2 separate regions of the Triticum aestivum genome follow, and region 2 is linked to region 1. Evidence: chromatin contacts called from public Hi-C data. All regions are on one chromosome and are shown on one strand. The core of a region is the stretch at or near the end of the contact, and the rest is flanking DNA. Distances in the headings are between cores, read along the strand shown. Region 1 holds the start of LOC123090825 (DELLA protein RHT-1-like). Region 2 overlaps LOC123090826 (outer envelope protein 64, chloroplastic).

Region 1 (6,104 bases), core at 1,481-3,980:
GGAGGTGGGTCCAATACACGGATATGCACAACACACATACTCAACACCCCTCCCCCCCCACCCCCCCACCCCCCGCTCAGTCGAAGCGGCACCGTGCTGACGCAAAGACTGGACCGGAACTCCTCAAACTACGCCGTAGGCAAGCCCTTGGTCATGATATCTGCAAATTGTTGGGAAATAGGGACGTGTGAAACATGAATATGGCCAAGGGCCACCTGTTCCCGAACAAAATGAATATCCAGCTCAATATGCTTGGTCTGTCGATGATGCACTGGATTAGCGGAGAGGTAGGCTGGCGATGCGATCGATCGGCGCGATGCAGCGCGCTAGCGAGTTGGCTGGCGGGCGTGCGAGCGGCGGACTGGCGATGCAGCGCGCTAGCGAGTTGGAGGTTGCGAGGCGAGCGAGCGGCGGGCTAGCGAGCGGGCGAGGGAGGGACGAGCGGCGGCTGGCGCGGGAGACGCGCTGGCAGCGGCGGCGGCAGCGACGGCGACGGAAGACTAGGGTTAGAACCGGAAAACTTATACCATGTGTGATGTGGGAAATACACGTTGTATTCCTCAGGTGCAAACACACGTATATATGAAAAGGTGGACCACGACCTCAACTATACAAGGAACTAGAAGGTGGGTCCAATATACAGATATGCACAACACATATACTCAACAACCTCCCTTTCTTCTTCGAGAACAAATGACTTACAACGACTCTAAGGCCACTTACCAATAGCAAACGTGTCCAAGAAAAATGCATCAACTTATTTATTTCCTTTGTTGTTTGTAGCCGAATTCGAACTGCACATACGTATGAAGATGACCTCAAGGTCCACCGATTTGGTCCATTGATTATATATAGGGCTAATTCCTCCAAAAGGAGGATCGGCTCGCATCACCAAAGTATCCAACGTACTCAGTCACTCAAGCGGATATGCATGAGCCGGCACGACTTGGTCGCGCCGCGCGTACCACACGAGCGGGCGGGTGGGCGTCGCGATTACCCGGTCCGTGCGCTCGTACAGTCACGCACAGGGCGCACCACCGATCTCGAACAATTTTCACTACCCCCTCCACACTTCTTCTGTTGTGGCTGTACGACGGAAATTATCGGCGCGGGCGGTGCACCGTGGACCGATCGGGGGCCCCACCGGTGCAGCAGCTCTGGTCCACGAAGACCCGTGGTATCCCCGCGGTGACCCCCACAGGAAGAAGCACATGGCGCTGCCTCCGCGATAAGGTTTGCTAGGCCTCGTGAACCTACCAGGATCGGCTGCACGAATCGTGAGGCCTGCGTCGGATCCGCCCGCGGCGACCGTCCGTGGCCCACGGCAGCTCAGCCGTCTCTGAAAGAAAGTCTGGTGGCCCACGGCAACTGTAGTACGCGCGCGGGGTGGAAAATGATAATGCGCGCCAGAAGAATAAATAAACAGAAATAAGGATTTTTCTAGCAAGGATAAACAAAAATAAAGTGGGAGTCGGGGTCCAATCCGGTATAGCCCATCCCTGCTCCGTTTTCTGCACCGCCGGGTCCAGTGTGCCGACCTGTGGCTTTTGACAAATGTGTACAGCAAACACACTGACGATCTGCTTAGATCGATCAGTATTAGTGGAGAAGATAAGACAATTATATATGCCATAGTAGTAGTTGTCATATTTAGCTATATATTTTCATTGTTAATTTTAATCATCCCACATATCTAGGAGCATGCAAGCATTAATAGTTATATGTAACACCAAGAGATAGCGTGTCATTTTTAATGACATGTGTGGCATAAGTACATGATCTAAAAGACTTGAGTGGATGATAATTTTTCCTCCAAATAGAATACATTTGTGAGAGGAAAAACGTAAGAGCTCCGATTACATTGATCAATGATATGCATGTGAAAGCAGTCTCCAACAGATTGGAATGACATAGCGCGTATATAACAAGGTATGATCAATGACAAAATAATAGCCATTCTCCAAGATGAATCACATAGCTAACGCGACGAGGAGCATCCCACGGTCATTATCATGTACCCACCGCCAGCTCAAGTGGGTCCTCATGTTTTTTGCTTTCTCTTCTTTGCTTGTTGGATCTAGAGCTTCTTTTGTATTGACTTGAGTTATGAGTGGATATTGATGGTGAACATTGCTGACATGAGATTACCTCTTGTGATTCCCACCGGTTCCCCCCTTATGTTCGTCGTGCTCTTACTCGAATCCACCTCCAATCATGAAGATCGGCCGCCCTATGGCTTGCCCTGTATCAGAACCGTGTGTCGCATTAGCTATGTATACGTGTCACGTGAGGCAAAATCACGCAAGTACTTGAAATGTTGGTTGTTATATCCTTGGTAAATATTCGTGCTGGATTCAATCCTACAAACTAAACGACCAGCACGGAAAAGAATCCCAAGTCTTGGAATCCATTTTGCCATAAGCCACAGGGAGGGCCACACGGCCGCAGCGCACGGAGAGGGAGAGGGAGAGGGAGTCTGACGCAGCAGAGAGCCCCATCACCCGCAGCGTTTTTTTTCTCTAATTTGCGGGGATTTCTGGGGTGGTGGGCTCAGGATTTGTAACTGGATGGCGAAGTTTGTCTGGTGATAAAGACGCGCGCGACGAATCCGTCCATCGATCCAACGCTGTGCGCGTGTTGGCCCGGGCCCCGCCCGCCAGCGACCCACCACTGTGCCCCGCCCAGATGCCTTCCCCCCCCTCCCATCCATCGCCCGATGCCGTCTACAACTACTACGCTGCCGCTCCCTCGCTGCTCTGCTCGCTCTCCTCCCTCCCCACCCCAACCATCCCCGTCTCCTCCTCCTTCCTCCTCTCCCCCGACCCTGGATCCAAATCCCGGCCCGCCCCAGAGCCGGAATCGAGGCAAGCAAAAGCTTGAGATAGATAGAGAGGCGAGGTAGGGAGGCGAGAGGCGAGATCATGAAGCGCGAGTACCAGGACGCCGGAGGGAGCGGCGGTGGCGGGGGAGGCATGGGCTCGTCCGAGGACAAGATGATGGTGTCGGGGTCGGCGGCGGCGGGGGAGGGGGAGGAGGTGGACGAGCTGCTGGCGGCGCTCGGGTACAAGGTGCGGGCGTCCGACATGGCGGACGTGGCGCAGAAGCTGGAGCAGCTGGAGATGGCCATGGGGATGGGCGGCGTGGGCGCCGGCGCCGCGCCCGACGACAGCTTCGCCACCCACCTCGCCACGGACACCGTGCACTACAACCCCACCGACCTCTCCTCCTGGGTCGAGAGCATGCTGTCGGAGCTCAACGCGCCGCCGCCGCCCCTCCCGCCCGCCCCGCAGCTCAACGCCTCCACCTCCTCCACCGTCACCGGCGGCGGGTACTTCGATCTCCCGCCCTCCGTCGACTCCTCCTGCAGCACCTACGCGCTGCGGCCGATCCCGTCCCCGGCCGTCGCGCCGGCCGACCTCTCCGCCGACTCCGTCGTGCGGGATCCCAAGCGGATGCGCACTGGCGGCAGCAGCACCTCGTCGTCATCCTCATCGTCCTCTCTCGGCGGTGGCGGCGCCAGGAGCTCTGTGGTGGAGGCTGCCCCGCCGGTGGCCGCCGCGGCCGGTGCGCCCGCGCTGCCGGTCGTCGTGGTCGACACGCAGGAGGCCGGGATTCGGCTGGTGCACGCGCTGCTGGCGTGCGCAGAGGCCGTGCAGCAGGAGAACTTCTCTGCCGCGGAGGCGCTGGTGAAGCAGATACCCTTGCTGGCCGCGTCCCAGGGCGGCGCCATGCGCAAGGTCGCCGCCTACTTCGGCGAGGCCCTCGCCCGCCGCGTCTTCCGCTTCCGCCCGCAGCCGGACAGCTCCCTCCTCGACGCCGCCTTCGCCGACCTCCTCCACGCGCACTTCTACGAGTCCTGCCCCTACCTCAAGTTCGCCCACTTCACCGCCAACCAGGCCATCCTGGAGGCGTTCGCCGGCTGCCGCCGCGTGCACGTCGTCGACTTCGGCATCAAGCAGGGGATGCAGTGGCCCGCCCTTCTCCAGGCCCTGGCGCTCCGTCCCGGCGGCCCTCCCTCGTTCCGCCTCACCGGCGTCGGCCCCCCGCAGCCGGACGAGACCGACGCCTTGCAGCAGGTGGGCTGGAAGCTCGCCCAGTTCGCGCACACCATCCGCGTCGACTTCCAGTACCGCGGCCTCGTCGCCGCCACGCTCGCGGACCTGGAGCCGTTCATGCTGCAGCCGGAGGGCGAGGAGGACCCGAACGAGGAGCCCGAGGTAATCGCCGTCAACTCGGTCTTCGAGATGCACCGGCTGCTCGCGCAGCCCGGCGCCCTGGAGAAGGTCCTGGGCACCGTGCGCGCCGTGCGGCCGAGGATCGTCACCGTGGTGGAGCAGGAGGCGAACCACAACTCCGGCACATTCCTGGACCGCTTCACCGAGTCCCTGCACTACTACTCCACCATGTTCGATTCTCTGGAGGGCGGCAGCTCCGGCGGCCCATCCGAAGTCTCATCTGGGGCGGCTGCTGCTCCTGCCGCCGCCGGCACGGACCAGGTCATGTCCGAGGTGTACCTCGGCCGGCAGATCTGCAACGTGGTGGCCTGCGAGGGGGCGGAGCGCACAGAGCGGCACGAGACCCTGGGGCAGTGGCGGAACCGCCTCGGCAACGCCGGGTTCGAGACCGTCCACCTGGGCTCCAATGCCTACAAGCAGGCGAGCACGCTGCTGGCGCTCTTCGCAGGCGGCGACGGGTACAAGGTGGAGGAGAAGGAGGGCTGCCTGACGCTGGGGTGGCACACGCGCCCGCTGATCGCCACCTCCGCATGGCGCCTGGCCGCGCCGTGACCGCGAGTTTTGAACGCTGTAAGTACACATCGTGAGCATGGAGGACGACACAACCCCGGCGGCCGCCCCGGCTCTCCGGCGCACGCACGCACGCACGCTCTTGAAGAAGAAGAAGAAGCTAAATGTCATGTCAGTGAACGCTGAATTGCAGCGGCCGGCCACGATCGACCGTCCGGCGTGAAGAGACGGACGACGACGAACTCCGAGCCGACCATCCCACCGGCATGTAGTAATGTAATCCCTTCTTCGTCCCCAGTTCTCCACCGCCTCCATGATCACCCGTAAAACTCCCAAGCCCTACTACTACTACTACTACTACTACTACTACTATCATGTTTAAATGTCTATTATTGCAATGTGTAATTCCTCCAATCGCTCATATCAAAATAAGCGCGGGCCGGACTTTGTTAGCTGCTCCAATGAGAATGAAAATGAATTTTGTACGCAACGCACGTCCGAAACTGAGCCGAGCTCTGTTCTGTTCTTGATGTTCATGGTGTCTTTGGTGATCAACTTAGCTTCCTTTGCCGTGTTTGAGGGCTTGCCGAAGGAAGTTTCCCGATCTAGGAGTTGCTGCAAATGATGCGGCGTGTTGGAAAGATCTCGTGTAGTTTCCCCCTGCGGTGTGTGGTCACCCCGCCGCTGGCTGTTTCCTGATCTAAAAATGAACCTGCACGTTAGTTGGAGAGGGGGGCGCATCAGCATCAGCATCACCACCGATCGGCCAAGGCTTCGGCCCTGCTGCCGGAGCAATCAGTTGATCAAAACCGAATACTGTTTCTGCACAACAGCTTGCCGTCTAAGGGCATGTACAATGGTGGCATATGGATACATATGTCCCATGACAAAAAGTAATTTGAGGCACCTACATTTAGTTTTTCTTCCCAATGCAAGCTATCATTAGTGAGTCTCATTAAGAAATAGAAAATAAAAATTTTAGTACACATGCATCTCTACTTTTCACTTCAATTTTTTCAGCTTTTGTCACCGGACTTCAAGCACCCGCCTCCTGGAGAGGATCCCGCTTTCCTATCCGAATCTACTTTACGTCATATCCGATCCTACATGGCATGTGAGGCATCACCTTGAGGCTATGCATTGTACATGACATGAGTGCCGCACCGCCGTAGCAATCAGCTCGATGATCAAAGCATGTTATAACCCGAGCGCATACGCATTACCGGCGGCGCTGATCGTCGTCGGGGAGCAGTAACTTTTGCGGGATGGGATTGGCGCAGAGGCGGGCGGAGCAGTAACTTTTGCGGGATGGGATTGGCGCAGAGGCGGGCGGAGCAGTGGAAACCTGAGAGGCCACTG
Region 2 (5,584 bases), core at 1,067-3,566, 650 kb after region 1:
CGGTAGGCCTCCATCGGGTCTTTAGGCTGCCGCCGACCTCCTCCCGTCGGCCGTGAGCCTGTCCACGGCCGTTGCGCCGGCCGCACGATCGCCTCCCCGCCTCCCTCCGCCCGGCTAGTCTTCGCCGCCCGCCGAGCTCCTTTTGGCCGGCCTCCGACCTCTCATTTCTTATCACCGCCGCCGTCCGGAGCCGACCGCAGCCGTCCGCAGCCGCCAATCCAACTGGCGGCCATCTTCTTCCACCGCGCGCACAAGGTGTTCGACGGAATTCCCCAAGGTAAAAATGACAAAACTTGATGATTTAACTTGGGATTGGATAGTATGTTTGACGGTAGTTGTGTGCATTGTAGATGAGCTCGGTTGACTCCTCTTTCGTGGATGATTCATCGTCGGACGAGGAATTTGATTTGCATGAAGAAGAGGAGATTGCTATGCTAGTGGCCATGCACAAGAGGAAGAAACCGAAGCACGGTGGTTCCGTTTATGGTCGTGCGTTCATTCGGAGAGAACGGATTGATGCGCTCAAACGGTTGGTGCGCAACTACTTTGCATCGTCACCTGTTTTTCCGGAGAATTACTTTCGACGCCGTTTCAGAATGTCGAAAGACTTGTTCTTTCGCATTTGCAATGAAGTGAAGCAGCATAACCCAGTGTTTGAGCATAGAAGGAACTGTGCCGGGTTGCTTGGCCATAGCATTGAGCAGAAGGTCACTGCCGCTTTGCGCATCATGGCATATGGTGTTCCGGCAGATTACATTGATGATAACTTGGCGATGGCAGAGAGCACTTTTATCTTCTATGTCAAGCAATTTGCAATAACTATGGTAGAAGTGTTCGGTCCACAGTATTTGAGAGCACCCGATGCTCAGGACACTCAGAGGCTTTTGGAGATGAACAAAGCTCGATGGTTTCCAGGTATGCTCGGGTCTGTGGATTGCATGCATTGGAAATAGAAGAACTGTCCAAAAGCATGGCATGGAAAATTCAAGGGTCGTGGGAAGGATGCCACTTGCATTCTTGAGGCAGTTGCTGATTATGAAACATGGATTTGGCATGCATATTTTGGTATGCCCGGTTCTTGCAACGACATTAACGTGCTCGACCGGTCACCTCTCTTTGCCAACTTAGCAAATGGAGAAGCACCACCGGTGACCTTCGAAGCAAATGGCCGCACCTACAACTATGGGTACTATCTTGCAGATGGGATCTACCCGAGGTGGAGTACATTCGTCAAGCCGGTTGCAAAATCTGAAGGTAAGAAAGAACCTGTCTTTCATAATGCACAAGCGGCGGCTAGAAAAGATGTTGAGAGGGCATTTGGGATTTTGCAATCCCAATTTGCTATTGTGCGAGGACCATCTAGATTTCGGGATCAAAAGATCCTTTGGTACATCATGACCGCTTGCGTGATCATGCATAACATAATCATTGAGAACGAGCATGGAAAACATTTACATTGCAACTTCTATCACTTGATGGGCATTCCTATTAACCCCATGCGAAAAGAACAGCGCATCAAACGTTTCATGAAGGTGTACAGCGAGATTAGAGACAGCGATGTGCATGACCAACTCCAGAAAGATTTGATGGAAGAGCATTGGAAATGGCATGGCGAAAGATCCGCATAGATTTATTATTTGTTTGTTCAAAACTATGTTGTATTGTGCAAAACTATGTTATATTTGTGTTGCATTGCATCTCCTGGATCTGAAGAACTATGCAATAATTTGATATTGTGGATATGATTTTTTTTATGTTATTTTCAAATATCTGCGGCTGGACAGCGGATGAACAGCAGCCGGGCGGCTGTTGGCCGGTTTTGGACCATGCATTTGGACCATCTATTGGAGTTGCTTTTTTGGACCATGAATTTGGACCATCTGTTGGAGTTGGCCTTTTTCGAAGCTCCAAAACGTATTTTTTGACGGTCCAAAATTTACATCTCCGGTTTTGGACCGTCAAAATTTGGATCATCTTTTGGAGATGCTTTTAGAGAGTCTGCTGGTTCCTTGAAAAGAAAATATATATTGGTAGGGCAGGGTCTCGTTCAAGGTTGTTGCACGTACCGGGATTTTATGCAGTACTAGTTCCTTGAAAACGGGCGGATGGGGGCTAAATTCGTAGGTTCATCAGTCTCGCATGATCGCCACGAGTCGCTGGGCGGTCCGCGGCAGCGGCGCGTACGTGGTCACGCCCTACTCATTCTCTCCCCGTCTCGTAACCTCTCGGCGGCTCCGATAAGGTCTGAACTGTGTTGTGGTCACGGCGCAGTTCTGTTCACGCATGGTCCCGATCATGAGCATGAGCATCAATCGGCCGAACAGATAAAAAAAGGGTAGCGCGTCGGGAAAAGGGCCGTACCTAACCACCACACATGCCGCCCCCATGGGCCCTACGCGATCGATCATGCCGTTCGTTCGTTCGCTCGCTCGTTCTTTGATCCGACCGAGGCCGAAACGCGCGAGGGAAAGCGTGCGTGCGCGCCGTAACTTTGCGGCTCCGGCGCCTCTCTCTCTACTTTTTTCTATCCCTGACTGACTGACTGAATGACCCGCTCGTGCAAGGGGCGATGGAAAAGGAGAGCTCTTCCCCTCCGTGGATAGATGCAGTTGGGGATGCTTTTCTTTTTGTAACGTCCTCCAGTGATAACATCTTTTCTCTTCCGGAAAGAAGCAAGTTGGAGATAGCTTTGGCGCCGGCGCCGGCGCCGCACCTTGCCGCGTGTGTCCGTACCAGTCGAAGCACAAGATCAAGCTGTCCTCTTTACCGTTTATTATTGCTACTCGGAGCGTGTGTGAACTGGTATCGATATTGGTTGGCCTGATACGATCATTCCTTAACCGGTGACGGCACCTGAATGGCTGGGAATCATCATGCACTGAGACATCTGGGGGCAGACACCTAAGATGCCAGCTTTCCTTTCCCTGCCAGGTCACTTGATTGCTATTCTGTAACAAACGAGTCAATGACCTAAGGCTCACCTCCTGTACTTGATACAAAAATGACCCAACAGACTAAGCCCAACTTCGCCAGTGAACGCGACGCCCAATTATTAGAACAGGAATTCGCCTCAGACCCACTTGCATAGTTGCATCTTGCATGTCCATGCACAATAAGGTCCGGCGGTGAGCAATCCACACCATCATATTAGGCACACATCACTGACGCAGACGCCTTCCAATACATGAAAATTCAGTGAGAGGGACAACCAAACAACCAAACCTAAAGGGAAGGTTGAAATGTCGTCTAAATTCAGTGAGGGCAACATGTAAGCAAAAAGGGTTGTTGCCCAACAGCCTCGGTGAGACTTCACCTGAAGCTGCCGTTTCCCCTGAAAGCCGCATCAGAATAGCAAAAGGATGCATGCGGCATTGCGGAGCACTTTACTGGCAAAATCAAGCTGTTTCAACAAATAATTGTCAAAATCGATATTATACATGACGGGAGCGCATTGGTAGATCACATCTGAGGGGACATTGCTGCTATGATCGACTCTCCAAACCTATGCTTTTTTTACTTTGCTTTATCAAAACTTGGGGGAGAACATGCAAAATGACTCCACGAATGACAACCCCGTTGCCACCAGCAATGACGATTCAATACCCTTGCGAAGCGCAAAGAGCATATGCCGCATCACAGATCCATGGCGCTCAGGCACTTCCATTCCATCCCCAAGACACAGTTGTTTGTGCACAAAATCAGCAGCCATATTTTCAGAAAGAAATAATTCCATGGGCTTGGCACTTACGGGAATAGCTTCTTTAATCTATTAATAGCTACACCAGCCGTCTTGTTCATTGGCTCTAGAACAAGGGCATGGCTAAAATCTGCAAGACACAGTCGACAAGTAAACAATTAGTTTTAAATCCAGATAACTTGAGTATCAAGCAAAGGGAAATGAAAGACAGACCATCGACAGCCTCCTTATAGTATCCAAGCATCTCTCTTGCCGTGCCTCTTCGCAAGTAAGCTTTGACAATCTGAAACGTTACATAAATAACAACTCAACCAATCATGCAAAAACTCACAAACCATCACAGTCGCAACAGATTTAGAACATACTCCCTCCGTCCCAAAATAAGTGTCTCAAGCTTAGTTCAACTTTGTACTAAAGTTAGTACAAAGTTAAGACACTTATTTTGGGACGGAGGAAGTACATTTCTATCTCATTGCCTACACTTACATTTATAAAGTAGAATAATATGTAAACGTGAAGGTATATGTCATATCATGTTTCAAAGTCGAAAGTTGAAACTAAGAAAGCAGATATTAACCTTTGGATCAATATCGATGGCGCTAGTGCAATCTGTCTCAGCTTGGCGATAACTGAAAGGTCCAAAACAAATAATCATGAGTAACCAAAGTGCCAAATAAACACTTGTGCATCCAAGCTCTTCAAAGATAAATGGCAAACAATCATACATGCCAGCTAGTTCTACGATAAATTGGAGACAAAATTACAAGGGGGGAAAAGATCGTACTTAGCTAGTTCGAGAAAAGCCGCAGCCCTGTTACTGTAGTATGTGGCTACTTTGCCATTTAATTTGATTGCTTCAGTATATAAATTTATTGCCTTTTGCCATTGCTTCTCCTTAAATGCACTGTTACCCTGTCAAGTAGCAAGTGATAGAAAAGAACCCCAAGTAAGAACAAAGAAGACAATATAATAAACACTCACAATCCTGTTTGTGCGCGTCCATATACAGAGCAAGTCCATTGATGCAGAGACTAGCACTTCCAATCTATCAAGTACTAGAATGTAACACCCATAAAGTGCAACTCAATTTGTCAAACGCTAAGATGTAACACCCATAAAGTGCAACTCAATTTGTCAAACGCTAAGATGTAACACCCATAAAGTGCAACTCAATTTGTCAAACGCTAAGATGTAACACTTATCAGTTCTTTCTTCCAAGTAGTGAACTACTGTCGCATTGGCATAGTATGGTACCGTACTACTGTAAGATAATACTAGGAAAAAGCAGTGGCTGTGGTTCTTTAAGCAACAACAACAACAACAACAACAAAGCCTTTAGTCCCAAACAAGTTGGGGTAGGCTAGAGGTGAAACCCATAAGATCTCGCAACCAACTCATGGCTCGGGCACATGGATAGCAAGCTTCCACACACCCCTGTCCATAGCTAGCTCTTTGGTGATACTCCAATCCTTTACTAACTCATGGCTGTGGTTCTTTAAGCAAAAGTTCGAAAAACAAAAGCTACTCGTAGATGACCATAATAATAAGATAGGAACTGACTTTCTCTTTAGCAGCTTCAGCAGCTTCTTCACTCATCGCCTCTTTACTTGAGGGATTAGATTTTGCTAGGATCTCAACTTGCTCTTGGATGGTGGCATATATGGCTTGAGTGGTGTCCAGCAAAAAGCGATCACCACCATGCCTCGCAATGAAGGAAACCGAAATAGGACACTTGTCATGTGTACCGATGGGAACAGTAACCTGAAAAGGGCATCAATATTGTTGAATCGATAAAAGGGCAGTAAAGGCTTATTAGGAATGAAAATCCATGCATTGTAGCTAAACCCATGGGTAAATTCATACCCTCACCAACATTTACAAATATGA

What was found. A called contact is a pair of places that touch in the nucleus more often than the background predicts.
Region 2: a contact with region 1 is called in a Hi-C map of leaf, with 3 times the contacts expected there. The contact joins the enhancer-like site here to the promoter of LOC123090825 in region 1. A contact is called at or near these places in 2 of 5 Hi-C or Micro-C datasets (both in leaf) and 1 of 1 datasets of contacts at active chromatin or transcription factors (leaf).

Annotation. Positions count from the first base shown.
Region 1 is chr4B:33,611,628-33,617,731 of IWGSC CS RefSeq v2.1, forward strand. LOC123090825 (DELLA protein RHT-1-like) reads left to right here and starts at 2,731. Exons shown (of 1, transcript XM_044512168.1): 1 at 2,731-5,275. The coding sequence starts at 2,922. The coding sequence ends at 4,787.
Region 2 is chr4B:34,257,660-34,263,243 of IWGSC CS RefSeq v2.1, forward strand. LOC123090826 (outer envelope protein 64, chloroplastic) reads right to left here. Exons shown (of 14, transcript XM_044512169.1): 9 at 5,258-5,458; 10 at 4,482-4,609; 11 at 4,275-4,326; 12 at 3,911-3,980; 13 at 3,749-3,827; 14 at 3,388-3,657. The coding sequence ends at 3,651. Among protein-coding and RNA genes, the nearest start is that of LOC123090826, 12 kb to the right of the region's middle. Within about 2 kb of position 2,317, at least 6 of the 8 cell types and tissues checked have an H3K27ac peak or open chromatin away from gene starts, as enhancers often do. A contact at or near this core is called in leaf, where this site is marked.